Regions from separate parts of the Xenopus laevis genome. Here region 2 is linked to region 1. The links are chromatin contacts, called in public Hi-C maps. All regions are on one chromosome and are shown on one strand. The core of a region is the stretch at or near the end of the contact, and the rest is flanking DNA. Distances in the headings are between cores, read along the strand shown. Region 1 holds the start of xxylt1.S (xyloside xylosyltransferase 1 S homeolog). Region 2 holds the start of fam43a.S (family with sequence similarity 43 member A S homeolog).

Region 1 (5,207 bases), core at 466-2,965:
AAAAATAGTGGTTCAAGACAAGAGATGTAAAGGAGCAATAGTTACTTAAATATGTATTCTAGTTTGGCAAGATTCTTTAATATGCCACTTAATGTGATATAAATTGTTGCTTAAGTATTCATTTTGGGGGTATAGTTTTCCTTTAATCCTGCGCTGATGGTAAACTCATTGTGTTGATATGCTAGGGAGTGAGTAAATGTACCCTTACACTATAGTGGCACAGTTATACCATACCCATAGTTTATATAGCAAACATCGTCCGTAGCACTCTGCACACATACTAAGTACCAAGCACCAGTGGAGCTTTACAATCAATCAGGTACGTATAGCATTCATAAGAACCAACTAACCTGTGTTTTGTGATGGTCTGTGTGCTGCCTTAGAGATCACCTGACCAGAAATACTACAGCTTTTACTGTAACAGGAAGAAGTGTGGAAGCAAAAGACAGAACTCTGTCATGTTACCTAACATGTATGGTTTGTTTGTGTGCACCGTGAATCCAAGGATCCCAGGGGACGGCCCTTATTTTTTTTTAAATGTTTATGATTACCCAATGGCACATACTACTTACAAAGTATATTATGAAAATGGTTTATTTACATGTAGCAGGGTTTTACATATGAGCTGTTTTAGGCAATATCTACTAGAAACCTACATTGTTCTGGGGGTATAGTTTTCCTTAAATGAGATCCTGGGCTACACTTTGTGGAGGGCCCCCTTCTAAGCTACTTCCACTCCCAAAAGTATAGAAATATGCAACAATTAATCAGGGTCGTGGATGCCCCTGGAGACACAAGGGTCCATGATCTAGCAAAGTTATTTCTTTAGTCGATTTTTATCTGCACTGCTGAGCTTGGGTTAGGTTGGTACCTGCTGAGAGAAGATTAGGAAGTCAGAGAAGGCAAGGTGTGTGCCTGGCACGAGCCCCACCATCAGGGAATATATTATTATCATACACAAAAGCCATGAATATCTAGGAAATTATTTTCTTATAAACTGTGATGTCATCAGTTAAAACGGTGAGTTCTGATGTCATTTCTGTCACATGACTCACTGAATCTTGTGTATTATAATAAATAAAGTACCCCCAGTTGTAAAATAGGAGGATATTAGAAGTTACCTCGGAGTTCCATGACCTTCGACCTCATGTTTTTATATGGTCATGAAACTCCTCGGTAACTTTTAATATCCTTATATTTTACAAGAAGGGGTACTTTATTCACTATATCATTTACAAGATATTCATGGCTTTTGTGTATTATAAAACTATAAAGGAACAGAGTGGCAATAGAATGTATAATTTCCCCAGAACTAATAGCAGGATGGCACTGTCGGCTGTCGCCATTCCATGTACAGTATCATATTTGTTAATCTTGTAAATTCCTGTAAAACCATCCACCACATGAGAACAGCAAACAGGAGCTTTGAAGATTTAGGCAGCAATGCGTGTATTTTGCTCGCAGCAAATATCTTTGTACAAGTTTGTGCTGCCCATATTGTAAATAAACATGAGCCAGTCCCTCCTATGTTAGGCTTTGCTTAGCTATAGAAACCCGCCCTTGTTACCGATTGGCTGACACGCAGGTAGAGGCGGAACGAACAATTGCAGGATGAATGTAGGGGGAGTCAGGAGGAACTGGTGAGTAACACCGGCTGAGGGAAAACGGATGTGAAATAAACTAGCATGGGAAGGGAAAGATGGAGTCTGATTGGAGGAGGACTGATTTCTGACAGAGGAGGGGGCAGAGGATAATGAAACGTGCAGTAGAGAAATGACAAACGGTAGCTGTGTGCTGCTTGCGCACGATTCCCAACTAGTCTAACAGCACCGGGCACACTACATGCTGGAGAACTTGCTTCTACAATCAGTTATATATATCTGTATTAGAGCAGCCGGTGGGAGCAATTGTGCATTGTGATTGGCTGGAAGAGGTAGTGTCATGTGACGCTCTTAGGTCATCCAACATGGCTTCCAGCAGGCTGCTACAGAATGTGAGTTTGGCTGTATGAGAAATAGTCCTGTGGGGGAGAAGGCTGCTAAAGATATGGCTTGGAGGATCACCAGCATGAGGGCCCTGCATGGGGTGTTATTGTTGGCCGCAGCCCTGGCAGTCTTTGCTTTTTATTACCTTGGCTCAGGAAGGGAGAATTTCTCCAGTACCACCAAGCGGATTAAAGAGAACTGGGCAGCCCAGAGCACCAGCACTGAAGTAGACCTTGCCTCCTCCTCAGAACTGAAGCTCAGCGAGAAGGGCAAGATCCTGGAGAGCCATGGGCCACTGGACTATCACCTGCTGATGATGTTCACCAAGGTGCACAGGAACCCAGGCCTGCAGGACAAGTTCCAGGTGGCACTCAGTTCCCTCGTCAAGTACGGCAAGTTTGAGAGTAACGAAGTGCTCTGCCTTCACTTTGTATCTGATGAGCCAAGCAAAGAGATAGGCAAAGCCCTGCTAAGGGACCTGCTGCAAGGGGCCAGCTTCAAATATAAGGTATGGGGGGGCAGCATGACTGGGCAGTGCCAACGGGATTTATGCACCACTATAGATTTGTCATGAATTTGAACACAGGGAAGACAAACATTATAAGTATGCAGAGATAAAGTGCATTGTGGGAAAAGACACAGTAGGAAGTCCCCCACCCTGAAACATTTATAATGTAATCTGTCATTCCAACAGGGGCAGATTAATAAATAGTCTAACCAAGGGTGACTTAACCTAGCCAAGGGCGATTTTTTTTTTTTTACGCTCGATTGCCCCCAGCAAACCTCCCTGCATCTGTCCCTTGTCCCACCTCATACCCAATTCTTACTTTCTGACAAAAGGAAGGAGAAAGCTCTGTAAACCCCCGTTTCAAACTTGCCAGTGTCTGCTGTCTCCTGATAGCAAAGTCAAGGGCCAAAGTGAATTCCTCCCATCTACCGGATTTTGCTGCTGTGCCCCATACATGTCATGTAAGGGATCTTCACTTTTGATTGTGGGGGCTCCCTTGACACAACTGTTATGGCTGGCTCCTTATGTAATAAATATTAGTGACCTAATTTTAGGTGTATTGGGAGTAGCAAATGGCATTGATCAGGGTAGGGAATCTATTCTCTTTTAGCAACTTTTGTCTCTCTTTTCCCACAGCCTGCAACTGCTCTTCCTACTCATATTTTATCTTTGTCTATGTAGGACATTCAGTGGAAGCCTAAGAATGAATCAAGAATGATATATATGAATTTCGAAGTTTCTGAAGTTATAGCTTGTTATTAGGGATGCACCTAATCCTGGTTTTAGTTCAGGACCCGTCCGAATCGAAGCTATTATTAGCAAGTTTCGGATTTGCCCAAATCCAAGAACCTGGCTGAAGCAAATCCGAACCCTTTCTAACTGAAAAAAAATTGGCACATGCACACTGGGTATTTCCACTACAGCCCCTGTATGATGGGCTAACGAAGGGTTCAGATTTGGTTCTGTATTTGGCAGAATCCATAACCCTGGCATTCTGGGATTTCACAAACCCTAAAAAGCAGGGTTCAGTACATCCCTACTTTTAGTGTGCTTACTTTCTTTTTTTGGTGCTGTTCTTGGGTACTAGTGCTGGTCACTAATGCCCAGCTTTTCTGTGTAGTTTGCTTTATGGTATTCTAATGATCTGTTTATGTGTGAACCCCATTAAAAATTTTTGTTTGTTTAGAACTGTCCTTCAGCGAGAAAACCCGGGTCCACCTTAGGGTTGCCACCTCACCCCTTTAAAACCGAACACATATGGAATCCACAGCCTGCCTAGCTAATTTAGATGCATCCTGCAGACTGAACTGATTTATGTGCAGCCATGCATCATGCATCTAGATGAATTGCTAATTAGCCAGGCAAGCTGTGGAGTCCATATGTGTTCGGTTTTAAAGGGGTGAGGTGGCAACTTTAGTCCACCTACCTGGGCACATGGGCAAGCATGCAGTGGAGTAGGGGGCAGATTAGTTTAACAGAGTAGCCTCTTCTGCAGTTGCACCTAAGCTGATCAAATGAGAACGTATTCAGTGCATGTATGGTGTACTTAATAACTGACTAGGCCAATGGCTTCACAGTGACTGTCAGGAGTGGAGCTGCTGCATAGTCGGACTGGGCCAGCAGAACACCAGCAAGAACCAAGTGGGCTGACCCAGATCGGATTCCCACCTGTCCTCTACGATTAATCTCTGCCTGATCTCTGCCCTCCCCCTATAGTGGCAAAAGGTGTGCATGGGGGGAAGGGACTGGCAGTGCCAACAGTTAAAAAATGCATGGCTTAGTACTTCGCTACTAAGGAATTTCTGTACAGATTGGTTTATGTGCTTTTTCTGGTGAACATTTCTATTATGGTTTTCCTTGTCCTTTAAAGGACCAGTAACATCAAAAAAAAATGTAAAAAAATCATTAGTACACAGGAAAAAAACAACAAAGACAAATTATACTTTAAAATCCCAAAGTCTTTATTAATAAGTAACTTACAGAAACTCTGCTTCCTGTCCTCTACAGAAACGGCGATACGGCGACCGAATTTTTAAAAAAATTAATTTTGATGTTACTGGTCCTTTAAGAAGTGCAGACTGAAACATAGATTGAAAGCCATAATGGAGCGCAAAAGACTGAGGGGGAAGGGTTAGGGATGATGGACATGATTTTGCTGTATGTGCAGTTCTCCTTTTTTATTGAAAAATCTATATACCGTAACAGGAATTTGGAAGTTAAGTCTTTGCTTTAATTAGATTGCTATACCACTGTATGTTCCCTGCAGCTGCCATGTTTGTTTGTAAATATGAAAAGTCTTCATTGTAAAACCTTGAATTACAGCAAGTTGTCTGATCATGGGCACTTTAAAGGACCAGTGACAGCAAAAAATCAAAGGGTTTTGTATGTATTGAAATATTCTGTAGTGTTAGCGTCAGGGCTGGGCCAAGCTGGCTGGGCGTCCTAGGCAACCCGGGTGGCCAGGTCGCCCACACCCCACCCATGCACGGCAGCACGCATGCACAATGAATTGCATGTATGGGAGAGTGGCGAGACAGGGTGCAACAAGAAGAGCAGCCAATGAGAGGACAAGGGTCAGGACTAGGGGTAAGTGATGGAAGAGGCACGTTCCTGGTGCCCCCCCCTCCTGAGGCCTAGGCATGTGCCTCTTCTGCCTACCCCTAGTTCCGGCCCTGGTTAGTGTGTGCTACTAAAAAATGAGTACAGGTATGGGA
Region 2 (4,801 bases), core at 133-2,632, 290 kb after region 1:
TCGGGGAATCAATGTCTCAATAAAATATGGTACCGGAAAGGTTGAAAAGCTGCGACTTAATGGTCTGTGCTGAAGATGAAAGGAAAGAAGAAGCAGGTTGGCTGAAGAATAAATGAGGTGTCAGTGTTCTGGGCAGAGTCAGTGAGTGAGGATGAGCCAGTGGGGGGCCCTTCTCATACAGTCTCTGCTTCTCTGCATTCCTCGAAGCCGTTGGTGATGAGTCCAGAGTCCTGGTTACTCTCTATAGACGACTCGCTGCTCGTACTCTCCCCCGACAGGAGCCTGGTCACTCTCAGGTCCGCCTTCAGGGTCTGCAAGTCATTGCCCAGACTCATCTCCCCGAGATCACTGATGAGCTGAGACAGCTCCCGCTTCACCTCCTCCTCCTCCTCCCCAGGCTCCCCTCCACCCCCGGTATCCAGCACATCCTCACACTCGAAGCTCATCGCCCTCTCCTCCTCCTCCTCCCCCTGCTGATCCTCCGTGATTGAGCCCAGCTTGGGGGCGCTCCGACTCCGCTCCACGGGGGGTTTGTAGCAGGACTGTCCGTTGAGGAGCTTCCTCATGGGCACTAAGGGGATGCTGTGCTCGCCGATCAGCTGTTGCTGCTGGTGCCGGGAATCCTCTCTCCGTTTGAGCCTCTTGAACTCGGCCAGGGCGTTGGCGGAGGTCTGGTACAGGAGCAGGGCCATGGCTTTCGCCTTCTCGGGCTTGGACACCAGCACCGCGTGACATCGCAGCATCACCGCCTTGTGCTTCATCTCGTGCCGGTAGATCCAGGCAAAGATCTTGGGCAGCCGGGGGTCGGCCACGCAGTAGGTGACTCGGTGCAGCAGATACAGGTGTCCGGGCCGCTTGGCTTTGTCTTCCACGTGCACCATGCGGATCCCCTGCGAGCTGATAGTCAGCTTCATCTTGGTGCCGTGTTTGCCCATCTCGCTCTTGCTCCAGATCTTGCTCACCGCTAGGTCCGTGCAGCCCTCTCCCTTGGACTGAAGGGTCGTAGCGTTGCCCAAGTACAGCACCGTGTATGTCGGGTCTTCCCCCGTGATCTTGATCTTCTTCCTCTTGGACTTGAACATGCTGCCCACCCGAGTCAGGGCCCCCTCCGGGCAGGACTTAGCGAAGGAGGTGAGGGCGCTGTAGTTGAGGCTCACCGCATAGCCCTTCTGCTTCCCCTGCTTCGGATCCTCCTCGATCAGGTCGAATTTGCTTTTCTTCCAGGGCAGCATGTCGCTGTGCAAATAACAGCCGAGGAGAGTGAAGCGCAGGGCGCACTGATAGCGCTCGTATTAACGCGGCATTGTGCTGAGCAGCGGGGATGTGTACAGCGCCTGCTACAGATCATCTCATGTACAATACGCTCCTCCCTCCGACTCCGCCACTCGCTCCCTGCCTTCTCATTGTCAGACTCAGCTCAGTGCAGCTGTAAATATAGTCTGGAGTGAACCATTCGCCCTCCCAAAGCAGGGGAGCCGCACCAATGAACGGGCCAAATCATTACACCTGGCCATTCGCACAGCAAATCATATGAATGAGAAGTAGATATGAAAGCTTTCAAGCACTACGGGTGCCTTTACTGTAGAGTCCTATTCTATGATTTATAGAATTTTACTTTTCTGCCGCTATACAGCCACTATATTTTATCTTATTTGCAATGCCTAGATCAGACATGGCTTGTACTGGATACAGGGGCAATCTTTCTTTAAACTTCTAGACAACAAATGTTTGGAAACAGATCCGCACACACTCGAGATTATGCAGTCGGGGAGTAGACCCCTTTTATTATGCCACCAAAAATTCCACGTTTGGAACACCCTCCCTGGGGGAACACCCTGCCTTCATCAGGGACGGTGTTCCCTCCGAAATGTTGAATTTTTGTTGGCATAATAAAAGGGGTCTACTCCCCGACTGCATAATCATCTTGTGTGTGCAGATATTATAATATTTACGATATCAAATTATATTCAAGTCTGAGATCCAAACTAAAAATCTCATTGAGGGATATTTTCAGCTTGTAGACCTTCAGTCGGACTGTTCTAATATACAGTAACTCGCACCTGCATTAACCACTACCTAAAACACAAGGGTTTATTTAACTGATACCAAATTACAGTTGGTGTATTAGTTTTCCACTTCTGACCCCCTCACAGTTACCATACAGCTTGAAGCTACAGCAGTGTTTCTCAAACTGGAGCTGAAGCCCTAGGAGAGACCAATGCTGCGGTTAGGGGACCCAGCATGGAAACTAGTCAGGGCCAGTGGCATAACTAGTCATCAGCAGGCCCGGTTGCTCATATGTAGGAAGAATTTCACTGGCACTCAGGTTCAATTCAAGCAGGTACAAGCCCTTGGTGAGTTTATTTTGCGAAGGTGCAACTTTTCAGGGTAAACCCCTTTGTCGAGCATGCTTGAGTGCCAGTGAAATTCTTCCTACTTATGAAATTTGAGGTTGCTGAGGCCTCCTTCACCAAGCACCAGGTATTCGTTTCCTGGAGAGCCAGGGTGTGCAAGCGCGGTTACCTTCTATTTTTCCCCGGATGCACATGTGGCCACACTCCCGGCCACATATGTCTTCACCCTAAGACTTCTCATGGCTCCAGCTGTCCTGGGTGCAATCATACCCCCTGCACCTCTGGTAGTTATGTCACTGGTTAGGACCTTATATGAAAAACTATGAAATCTTCAAATTTTGGAAACTTGAGATATGGCTTTTTAATGTGTTCCAGTGCATAGGAACACAGGAGTTGACCGACCCCATGCTTCTTTATAGGGAATGTACCAATGGGCGGGCAGTGAAAAACCAAACACACATTGTATCATTTGCAATTGGCTTTTTCCACAGTGTGATCCCATCACCACAATCGCCATTAATAAGAGTCTATAGGGTTAACTCCTGTGTTCATGTGCAATGGAACACACAAAAAACACTGCAGAGGATCACAGGTTAAAAATTGTGTATAAGGGCCTTTAAATAGCAGCTCACATGAATGTGTTAATGTAGGTATGCGGAGAAATAAGGTTCTGTGGACACAACAAGAGCTACCATACTGCACAGTCAGTTTAAGGGAAACTAAAGAGCAAAGCGGCAATATTTTACCTTTATCATACTTGTTGCAATGATTAGCTGCAATACCTTCTTCCCAACATATTAACAAACCATGTGACATTTCAATGCCCAGTTTAACCACTTCCCCATTTACAGGACAAATATTAGACATAAAAATCCAGCTTTTTTATATGACCAAGCAGGTGACTCATATCTGAATTGTTGGCTAATAGCTAACATGACCGTGTGCTGGGAACAAGGGACATACTGTATTGGAACACTGTAGATAACAGCAATGATAAATCACTTGCTTATTCAATCAATATAAACCACCACAAAATTGTCTGGCTCATTTTGGGACTTGATACAGGTTGATGGATCAGTTAACTTATCTAAAGGTCACCAAGAGATAAGATAACTAGCTCCACCCTGACTCCCTCTTAAGCAAGAAGCAGGGCTGTATTAAAATCAATAACCCCTTGATATTGGGTATGTATACTAAAGCCTCTGCTTAAACAGGGAAGTCATTAAAATCACCACTTCCACAACTTAACTCTGCCAGCAAAATGAACCTGGCTGGCAAATGGTTAACGAGCTTGAATGCTGCTGGCTAATTAAATAATTCATTGCACTTGTAGGCTGACAGATCTACTGGGAGCAGCCTGAGCCAGAATTAGCCTGACCTGGATATTATGTAAACTAACCTGCTCCTTCTAAGATGCAACTTACCCTCTCCAGGGTTGTGCACAAAGTGCACTTTGTTAAATAAAATGAATGCAGACTTCTCAAGAGTGCTGCTTACTTTCTAGAGCTGAAGTGGATGCAGGACTGGATTACTTTTATTATATACAGATCCTGGCAGGGTAGGAATGGCCACCTTGTGGCTGATGATAAAGAACTGCTTCTGTCTGGCCATTATTTGTCAAAAGTGACATCACTAAACATTTCAGTAATAGGAAATGTTACAAATACAACTGTACTATATTAAACAATGTCAGTGACTGCAAAACAGAAGGTGTGGAAGGTTACTTAGGGGTACAAACAAACCTCTTAATATGGTGCACTTTAAATTGCATAGTGGATGCATCTATCCAGCCCTGCTTTTTTTATATTAACTGTGGTTATTAACAACCCTTGTTCCCACCTTAAGGGCTCTTATTCACGGGCAGTTTTCCCTGCGCTCCCCTGCGTTGTGCTTTCTTCTGTTCAGCCGCAGGGGAGCACAGGAGTAGACCCACTTAATTACTGTGAAGGGGGCTGTACTCACACAGACGCATGTAAGTGCCAAACGCATGTGGGATGTTGCATTTCAACTGCGTTTGGTGCATACATGCATCTGTGTAAGAGCCCTAATTCTAAACAGTTATAAAGCTGCATGATGCATTATATGTTGTTAAAAGAAAATAAAGTGTACTATCAGTTTATACACACACCCTAGAATAGTATCAGTGTATTTTCATTTACCAAAGCCGGATCATTTTGTCACTTTGCAGTAACCAGTAGCAATCAATCAGGAATTAGATCTGCTCTGTATGCAGGTAAAAAAAAATAAAAGCAGCTAGCTGATTGGTTCCTGTTACAAGGTAAAATGTCCCCCTTTGCTGGTAAATGAACCCCAGCTTTTTCCTTTCTGTGGCACTCCTGATTATTATTATATTCATAACCTATTCATAACATTTTAAGATGTAAATGTCTACTCATGCATGTTACAATTAGTTATACAGCAACCGTCTGGCAAGTAGCATTTAGGGG

The links. Hi-C and Micro-C count contacts between places; a contact is called where the count stands out from the background.
Region 2: a Hi-C map of the XL177 cell line shows a contact between it and region 1, with 7 times the contacts expected there. The contact joins the promoter of fam43a.S here to the promoter of xxylt1.S in region 1. A contact is called at or near these places in 2 of 4 Hi-C or Micro-C datasets (the XL177 cell line and the XTC cell line).

Annotation. Positions count from the first base shown.
Region 1 is chr5S:92,827,023-92,832,229 of Xenopus_laevis_v10.1, forward strand. It overlaps xxylt1.S (xyloside xylosyltransferase 1 S homeolog), which reads left to right and starts at 1,716. Exons shown (of 4, transcript NM_001093082.1): 1 at 1,716-2,493. The coding sequence starts at 2,008.
Region 2 is chr5S:93,112,361-93,117,161 of Xenopus_laevis_v10.1, forward strand. fam43a.S (family with sequence similarity 43 member A S homeolog) reads right to left here and starts at 1,383. Exons shown (of 1, transcript NM_001092413.1): 1 at 1-1,383. The coding sequence starts at 1,232. The coding sequence ends at 174.